Linked DNA regions of Mus musculus: regions 1 and 3 are each linked to region 2. A link is a contact called in public HiChIP or PLAC-seq and Micro-C data. All regions are on one chromosome and are shown on one strand. The core of a region is the stretch at or near the end of the contact, and the rest is flanking DNA. Distances in the headings are between cores, read along the strand shown.

Evidence for each region. A called contact is a pair of places that touch in the nucleus more often than the background predicts. HiChIP or PLAC-seq counts read pairs in DNA pulled down with a chosen protein or histone mark.
Region 1: a Micro-C map of embryonic stem cells shows a contact between it and region 2, with 2.4 times the contacts expected there. The contact joins the promoter of Thumpd2 here to the promoter of Cdkl4 in region 2. A contact is called at or near these places in 13 of 39 promoter capture datasets (the 3T3-L1 cell line, 3T3-L1-derived adipocytes, the C10 cell line and 8 more), 3 of 484 Hi-C or Micro-C datasets (the G1E-ER4 cell line, bone marrow-derived macrophages and embryonic stem cells), 8 of 115 datasets of contacts at active chromatin or transcription factors (craniofacial prominence, embryonic basal ganglia, embryonic stem cells and 1 more) and 3 of 9 other capture datasets (adipose tissue, liver and macrophages).
Region 3: an H3K4me3 HiChIP or PLAC-seq map of forebrain shows a contact between it and region 2, with 6 times the contacts expected there. The contact joins the enhancer-like site here to the promoter of Cdkl4 in region 2. A contact is called at or near these places in 2 of 39 promoter capture datasets (both in embryonic stem cells), 2 of 15 datasets of contacts at CTCF or cohesin (the NIH/3T3 cell line and stem cell-derived epiblast-like cells), 8 of 484 Hi-C or Micro-C datasets (the N1E-115 cell line, bone marrow-derived macrophages, embryonic stem cells and 1 more), 7 of 115 datasets of contacts at active chromatin or transcription factors (embryonic basal ganglia, embryonic stem cells, forebrain and 2 more) and 3 of 9 other capture datasets (adipose tissue, embryonic stem cells and macrophages).

Annotation. Positions count from the first base shown.
Region 1 is chr17:81,063,802-81,066,501 of GRCm38.p6, reverse strand. Thumpd2 (THUMP domain containing 2) reads left to right here and starts at 1,417. Exons shown (of 10, transcript NM_028138.1): 1 at 1,417-1,567. The coding sequence starts at 1,442.
Region 2 is chr17:80,576,203-80,578,902 of GRCm38.p6, reverse strand. It overlaps Cdkl4 (cyclin-dependent kinase-like 4), which reads left to right and starts at 1,419. Exons shown (of 10, transcript NM_001360143.1): 1 at 1,419-1,571.
Region 3 is chr17:81,009,528-81,012,227 of GRCm38.p6, reverse strand. No RefSeq gene overlaps it. Among named protein-coding and RNA genes, the nearest start is that of Thumpd2, 54 kb to the left of the region's middle. Within about 2 kb of position 1,252, at least 38 of the 459 cell types and tissues checked have an H3K27ac peak or open chromatin away from gene starts, as enhancers often do. A contact at or near this core is called in forebrain, where this site is marked.

The DNA of each region.
Region 1 (2,700 bases), core at 168-2,667, 490 kb before region 2:
GTTGAGGACTATAAGTGATTTTAAGTTGAAGCAAGTCGAAAAAAAAACCTAACCACCCTAGGCAATTATAGCAATCTTCCTAGCTGAGAGAGACTTCCTGTGTTGGTCTTTCTTTTAGTCTTATGCCAATGAATTGCATCCAATTCAGCACCAAACTAACTTATTACCTACCGAGAGTAAGCCTGTGTATGACTATGGTATCCGGATGAATGAAACTATCATCTCCCCAGGAATTTCGCAGCCTAAAACATCTGCATTCTGATAGTCAATTGCATGCATTAAACACCTTTGAAATTAAGGGAATCGACAATCACATCAAAACAGGGAGAAACTGTGAAGCAAATGTCTCACAGCTACTCCAGTTTAAATGTGCATCTTGAGGTGAGATAAAAATGACTAAAATTTATTATAGAAATATACAGAACTGACAAACATGAAAGAGAATTAAAGTCTGTCCGTTCTAAAATTGTTTCTGTTGACTTCCAACTTCCTCGATGTTGAATAAGTAATATTCAAATGGCAGATTGCAGCTGGGTAAGTTAAATTCATCTGAAGGCATCTGAGACTATTTTTTTAGTACAGACTATGTATGTATGTGTGTATGCACGCACATGTATGTATATGCAGGAAAATATGTGTGCGGCGTACATGTGCATGTGTACACATAGAGGCCAGAAGACAACCTCAGGTATCCTTCCTCAGGTGTTGTCCCTCTTTTATTTTTAATTTTTGGGGACAGGTCTAGGGTGAGCCACCAAATGAAACAACTTAGAGCTGACCTTTGGAAACGCTCAGGTGACGGGACTCCATAAGGAACTTGGCTCTACTGCCCCAACCCTTCAGGAGCTGACCACTGGTTAAGGGGCAAGAGAATGTCAGTTACCCACTGGCATTCATTTCTGGACCTGGAGAAATATTCCTCTAACAGTTTCTAATATCTGATTCAATATAGAACTACATAGCTAATTTAATGTTGTTGAATTAGAGATAGATTTTTATTCTATCTATATCAAATTTTGTCATTTTAAAACTCAAGAGGTTTTTCTTTAAAAAAAAAAAAAACCATTCAAATACCGTCACTAGCTCAAATCGATTAGACTAAACTGGATGGCACATTCATTATTTACCTATGTGATTGGCCAGATTCAAGAAATGTAACAAGTGTCGGGAACACAAAGACATTTTGCTGGAGAACAAGAATTTCTTCTCTTGATCCTGAGTTCACCGGTTCGGCCCAGTCTTAGATGAAGACAGTAAGGACAGCATCCCCAGGACCCTTGACAATCAGAGATGCCTGGCTGCAGGAGGCTCGCTGTAGTTTCCGGGACGCCCCATAGAGGGCGGGCCTGCAAAGGCGACGCTCCGGTGCGCGTTCCACTGAAGGCTCCCAGGCGCGCTCCCGAGCTCACGTGACCGGGTCTCGGGGTCGCGCCTGAGCGCCATGGCTGTAGCCCAGGCAGACCCGGGTTCTGACCCCGCTGGCGGCGCCCGGTTCTTCTGCACCGCGGGCCGCGGCCTGGAGCCGTTCTTGATGCGGGAGGTGCGCGCGCGGCTGGAAGCCACGCAGGTGAGTCGGGCTCACCGTGCTCGGGGGGAGCCACGCTCGCCCCGGGTCCCCTCTTGGCACCAGCGTGGGGCTCAGGCCCGGGAAGGACTTGTGAGCACCCCATCCTTGGCGTGCAGTGGGCCCCATCCGGGACCTTTGATGACTGCTGAGAGCAACCGGCTGCTCTGGTGGTTTCGTTCTTTATCCAGTATGGTCACTGTATATCTGTCACAGCCAAAGTTTTAAACAGAGGGGTGCGGAAGCCACTTTTGTCTGGGATTCCTTAAAAAGAAACTATGACATGGCAATAGCTAGAGTTAGAATCCTTCCTTTATACCTTAAATGCAGATATACTTCCCGGGCTTACTTGTTTGAGTCTTGTTACTTGACAAGCTTGGGTTTTACATTGTAGGAGGACTGTGAGACATGCCCAGTACACCCACAACACACGTGGTAAACAGAAGCTAGAACAAGAACTCTCCCCTGCTACCCGTGCGTTTCAATGAGTGACTAGTGAACAAATTCCAAACGTACCAGGATGTGCAAACTGAGTTCTTGAAAACACAGGGAAAGGATGTAATAGGATAGGTCGGGACTTTTGTGTGTGACATGTTCTTGGAAAGGGGAAGCTTGCTAAAACCAAACTAGCTGTTCGCCTCTGGGGAGCAGTGTTCGAAGCCCACAAAAGGAGTCTCTGCCACGGTGAGGATCCAGATGGAGATGGTGGAGATGCAGATGGAGATGATAGAGGTGCAGGTGCAGTGGGGAGAGTTGCCAAGACTAGCATTTAATCTAAATAAATTTAATCTAAATTAAATATCTAAATAATAACCTCCGCATTCATCAAGGATTTAAAGTTTGTTGGGTTTTTTTGTTTGTTTGTTTTGGTTTTAATTGTGTGTGTTCTCATACTAGTGAAAGCGTGAACCATCAGCTCATCTCCCTGGAGCTGGAGTAACTGGTGATTGTGGGCTGCCCTGCGTGGGTGCTAGGATGCAAACATGGTTCCTCTACAAGACTAATACCCAGTCTTAACCAGGTGAATCCAGTGATGTATTCAAGTTACACAATTACAAAATGATGTTGGTGATATTCAGATTCTGAAATCAAGCATAACTATATAATGTCCAACCCAGCCACATGTGGGCATATAC
Region 2 (2,700 bases), core at 170-2,669:
ACGGTATCTTGGATATGCTTTGGGGAAAGAGAAACTTACATATAGACAGCTGTAGACATCCTTGGTAGAAGAAAAGGAACTTGATATGCAGGGATGGGCTGACGGGTGATGCTATAGTTGAAATGCAAAAATGCCGCATGTTCAAGGAACGGTGATGTTAAATGCAGTAGAGCTTTGAGTGTGTGGACAAGGACCTGGCACAGAACCAAAGTGGGCCGGTGAAGAGTCTCTGTGTAGATGAGTAGCTTGGAGAAATGGGGAGCGAATGGGGAGCATTCACAACTGTGGAGACAGGAGACTCAAGTTCAGAGTCTTGGCTACGTAGCAAGTCCCAGGTCAGCCTAGGCAACATGAGATCCTATCTCACAAAAGGTGGAGAGGAGCCAGTCCTTGTGATCTTTAATCCCAGCACTTGGGAAGCAAAGGCTAGCAAATCCCTGAGTTTGAGGCCAGCCTTTTGTACATAGCAAGTTCAAGGACAACCACCAGGACTGCATAGAGACCTTGTCAGACTGGGGAGACAGTGGATAGAGATCTCCATGCAAGTGGAAAGACTTGAGTTTAAGTCCCTAGAATCCCTGTGAGCTGGATGGACTCCATCTGTAACACCAATGCTCTTGGGGCAAGATGGAGAGACAGGAGAATCTTTCCAAAAGTCACAGGCCAGCCCCCCTGTCATACACAAAAGAGGACAAAGACCCTGTCTCAAGGTGAGAAGCACGCACCACACACACACACACACACACAGAGTCCAGTAAAGATGGAATTAGGCCAACATGTTTGTATGTACATAAAGTGGACTACTGGTGCACCTGATGAGAAATGTTTTCTAGCATACAGGCAGAAATTATATAAAAATGGGTAAATGTGAATTCTGGTCTTGAATGAGTGAGGTAAATGTGCTTCCAGATTTCATTCCGTTTAAAATGTGATCCTTGAGCATATTCCTGAGGAAATGAGGAGGTGAGGTACAGGAGGAAAGGAGACACCTACTAAGAAGGGAAGATCAGACAATACATACATACATACATACATACATACATACATACATAGCATATGGTACGTGTGTGTGTGTGTGCGCGCGTGTGTGTGCGTGCGCGCGCATGCGCGCGCCTTGGAGTTCAGTTTATTCTGTGGGTAACGACTGAAATTAACATGTTTGTTAACATGTTTGTCTCGATGCCACATTCAATGATATCTGCCTTGCTTTCTTCCCCACTGGGTGACAACCCCCCCCACCCCCGCCCTACTCTGAATCTGCCCAGGGTCTCTGGAGCAGCGTCTCGCTGAGTTACAAAAATGGCGTTAATGAGCCACGGCTGACTCTAAACAGCTCAAGGAATAAGGTAAGAGCTATGGGTGATGGATGGAAGGTAACCCTGCCAGGGAACGAATCGAATAGAGAGAGCGAGCAAGTTGTGTGGAAGCTGCGCAGCCTGCGCGTCCTGGTTGCCCTGGAGACACCGCAGAGGCTCGGTCTCTCGGGAGTTCTGTGGTGGCAGCAGACTGCGCGGGCTGGGGCTCCCCGAAGCTGAACACCATTGTGTCACCGTCGCCGGAGGCTGTGCCGTGTAAGTGCAGGTTCCCTGGCGGGGGAAGGCGGAGAGCAGGGTCTGCGGGGCTCGGGAGGGCGGGGGTGAGGGGGCGCACCCGCGGAAGAACGGGCCACCCGTGGTCTCGTGGGCCGTGGGGGTGCCAGAGAGGGACAGGGACGCACCTGTGCATCTAGACACCTCTTGTGGCCTGGACGCAGGGGAAAGTGAAGGCTCAGAGGCTTGGAAATGAAGTGAGTTTTTGCCAAACTTCCAGGTCTTTTTGTCACACGCCTGAAGCGTGGGGACATAAAGAAAATGAGTTGTATAGATTGTGTAAATGACGTGGTGGGCTTAGTTTGTGAGAATCTAACGAGATCGATTTCGTTGACGGGAACACCTTCGTGCACAGGTGTGTGCTTTTAAATTGTAACTCGCAAAGACAAGTCTGAATGATCCGTAGAATCCATTTTCCGATCAAGTTTATTAAACATAATGCATGTTTGGTTTTATTGGAAACAGTTAACTACAAACTGTGGGTGGCATCCTCAGTGAGCTTCCCGGCTCTGAAACTGTCTCTGCCCCTCCACATTTCTAAAGCCAGGGATTGGTGGTGGTTGGTTTTTGGTTTCCTGGGACCTCTTAGGTTAGGGGAGTTCTTTGTCCACCCTTCCTCGCCCTCTGTCTTGATTTTGTTTGCCTTTGTATTCCTTGTACTTCTTCAGCCCCCAGGACTTAGTTTGTGAAACAGTCTTGAAAACTAACCGAGTGTTCTTTTCTCCTGTGTACTTTATTTTGTAAATCATTAATAGTGAGGAAATTCCGTAGCAACTTTCTAAGGAATTTTTTTTTTCCATTTTTTATTAGGTATTTAACTCATTTACATTTCCAATGCTATACCAAAAGTCCCCCATATCCACCCACCCCTAAGGAATTTTAAAATCCCGCTATTACACTTAAACTCAGCCCCTGTCTGTGGGTCTTAAAATCACTGGTGACCCCCAGCCTGCTTTTGTCCTTGGCCTTTGTAGATAGAACTCTATTAACTCAGGGTCAAATACTTATAAATTCTGAAGTTAAGAAGGTACACCACTTGAAGCTAAAGGTGACTGATAACTATGGCAAATATTTTCAACCCACAGCTATATTCATTTAATCTTGCCCAAAC
Region 3 (2,700 bases), core at 3-2,502, 430 kb before region 2:
CAGTATGCCGCTCACACATTTCCTTCTTCCATTAGCACACAGCCTAGTGCTTTCTCCAATCTCCACTGACCCCCTACCCACCCGAGCGTGCCAAAGCAGACCTGGCCTCCAGGTCCTCCGGTATCCTTCTGTTACAGGGTACGGCTGGCATGCCCCACCCTCTACCTTGAACTCTGGGCCGCCCTTCCCCACAGAGGCTCTTCCCTACGTAATCCAGACATTTTGGTCACCTCCTCTCTTTTCCCTTCTTTTTGTACCTTTGGTCTCCTGGCTGTTGTACTTGGTTGTTCTCTCTCCCTTTCCCTCCCCCTCTCCCAACATGGCTCAGGGTCACGACCACTCTAGACTCTTCCAGATGTGTCTGTTTCTGGATCTGCTTTCCCACATATATCTAAGAAACTTCCTTCTCCGGCAGACCTAGGAGCGGTCACGTCCTTTCTTTCCTTTTTATTTCCTTTTGTAATACACCACCCACCGGCCAAATTACTTCTCCTGCTCAACTGCCAGTAATGTGAACAGAGCCAGAAAGGCCCAAGATTCTCAACCACGCCCCCCGCCCCCCACTTTGCTTTGAGCAAGTCCATGCATTCTAATGTCACCAAGGGGAAAAGATAATCTTCTCCCAAGGGAAACCCTCTCTTTTCCTTTGTGACACCGAGGTACATGGAGTCACGCAGCGGAGAAATCTTGGGGCAACACTGCTGGGGCAGGCCTGACGCCTTCTGTGACGCTCTTCCTGATGATGTAGGTAAATCGCACAATCACAAGCTGATTCAATGCATCGCTCCCAGTTTCCCTCTTAGCTGTCACATTCCCTCTGGCTCCCCAGGGTAACTCATCTGTGTCTTATCTGCTTTGCCTTGTTGTTGCATTTTTGGACAGGCTTGTGAGAAAAGACTGTTCCCCCATCCCCTCTGTGAGCCCCATATGGTCCTCCCTCTGGCTCTCCTTCATTCCTTCCACAGCTTCGCTCGAAAACCGTTCCCCACTACTAGGGACACTGTTTAAACCATTGCTTTATTTGGAGAATTCCTTATTTAGGAGCTGGCTCATCCTCCCGGTCGATACTGCATTCATCACTCCGTTATCTCCTCAGGTTACCTTTCACAGCTGGTTTAGTCTCAACTCCCAAGTCCGTTTTATCTGAGAACCATGTTGGCAGGACAGCGATTTACTGTAGCCACAGCAGAGGCTCATAAAGCAGGGCTGATGATGCTTCACTGATGTTTTGCAGAGACAGACACTTCCTCAGACATAGCTACCTCACAGCCCAGCTCACTCCTTTGTGGGCGTTTAGCTCTGGGTCTCTCTCTCTCTCTCTCTCTCTCTCTCTCTCTCTCTCTCTCTCTCTCTCCCTCTTCTACTGCTAACAAGACAACAGTCCCTGCCTCTGCTTACCTCCAAGGCTGCTTCAAGGTTTGATTCTTCGTGTTTGAGGAAGATTCTGTGATACAGGCCACCACCACCACCACCACCACCACCACCAAATCACCACACAGTGCACCAATCTCAGAAAGGAACAACATAAAATGGACTGCTCTCCTTAATATGTAATAAAAAACTACTGGGAGGTATCCTTGTACTGACAACATCAGATAGATCTATTTTATTACAAATGTAATTTAATATGTGATGTCTTGTTAAGTAGCTCACATTCAACATGAATAAAGAAAATAATGGTTTACCCTATCTTCACAGTGCTGGCTGGGGAGGGGGCGTGAGAGGCTCTTTAATGTGTGGCTATTGCCAACATTTCTGGAAAATACCCCAGCTTGTGGATGTCTCCTGAGAGGATCAACAGAGATGATTGACTTTCAAAGCCATGCAGCTAGACAGGCACGAAGAAGCAAGGACTGACTGCATTGCCTGAGCCTCTGAGAGGCCAGCCTGCCACTCACCACAAATCTCTGTAGCCTCCTTTTTTCAAATAATTGCTTTAATTTTTTTAAATTAATTAATTAATTAAATTTTTTTAAAAAGCCATCAGGGATGCTTACACGGGACAAAATAGGGAATTAATTTTTTTAAAAAAGCCATCAGGGATGCTTACACGGGACAAAATAGGGAAGATCCACCCACTTAGATATTAATCTTCAGTCATTCCTGGTGACGTGAGAATTTCTCATAATGTGCTCTGGGGGGTGGGGGGAGTGCCAAGAAGGTAATTAAAATTGCTGTCATACCTTTAGGCTACTGCAGACTATGGGGTCCCTTGAAGGTCAGTCATGTAAAGAGAAGCCTGTGCTTATGAAAAATAAGCCTGGCATTCTTTGCAGAGTTACAAAGGGCATTGTGTGTTCTGGTTTAGAAATACAGCTGCCTGATTAAAAACTGTGGAGCAATTACTTCTGAGGGGAATTCGTCAAAATCGTGAGGCGATGAGAATCTACCTAGATGCATAAAAAGTTAAGGATGTCTCAAATCCTGGCTAGGAATAGATTACTGGAGTGTCTGCAGAGTCTATGGGTGAGTGGACCGGAAAGCAACTCACAACCCTGCTACGTGGTACTTTTTAGGACGTGGTGAGGCAAGTCTTCTCTCAAAGAGTCACTCTTACTAATGCCCAGAGCCAGCGGTGGAGAGGACCCAGAAGACCAGAGCTTTCTTCTCTACCTCTTGTATATGTCTAACCAGAATGAAGAAACACTAACAGTTAGTATGAATGTGACTCTGGGATAGGTGTCTTAAACGAAAGTGCTT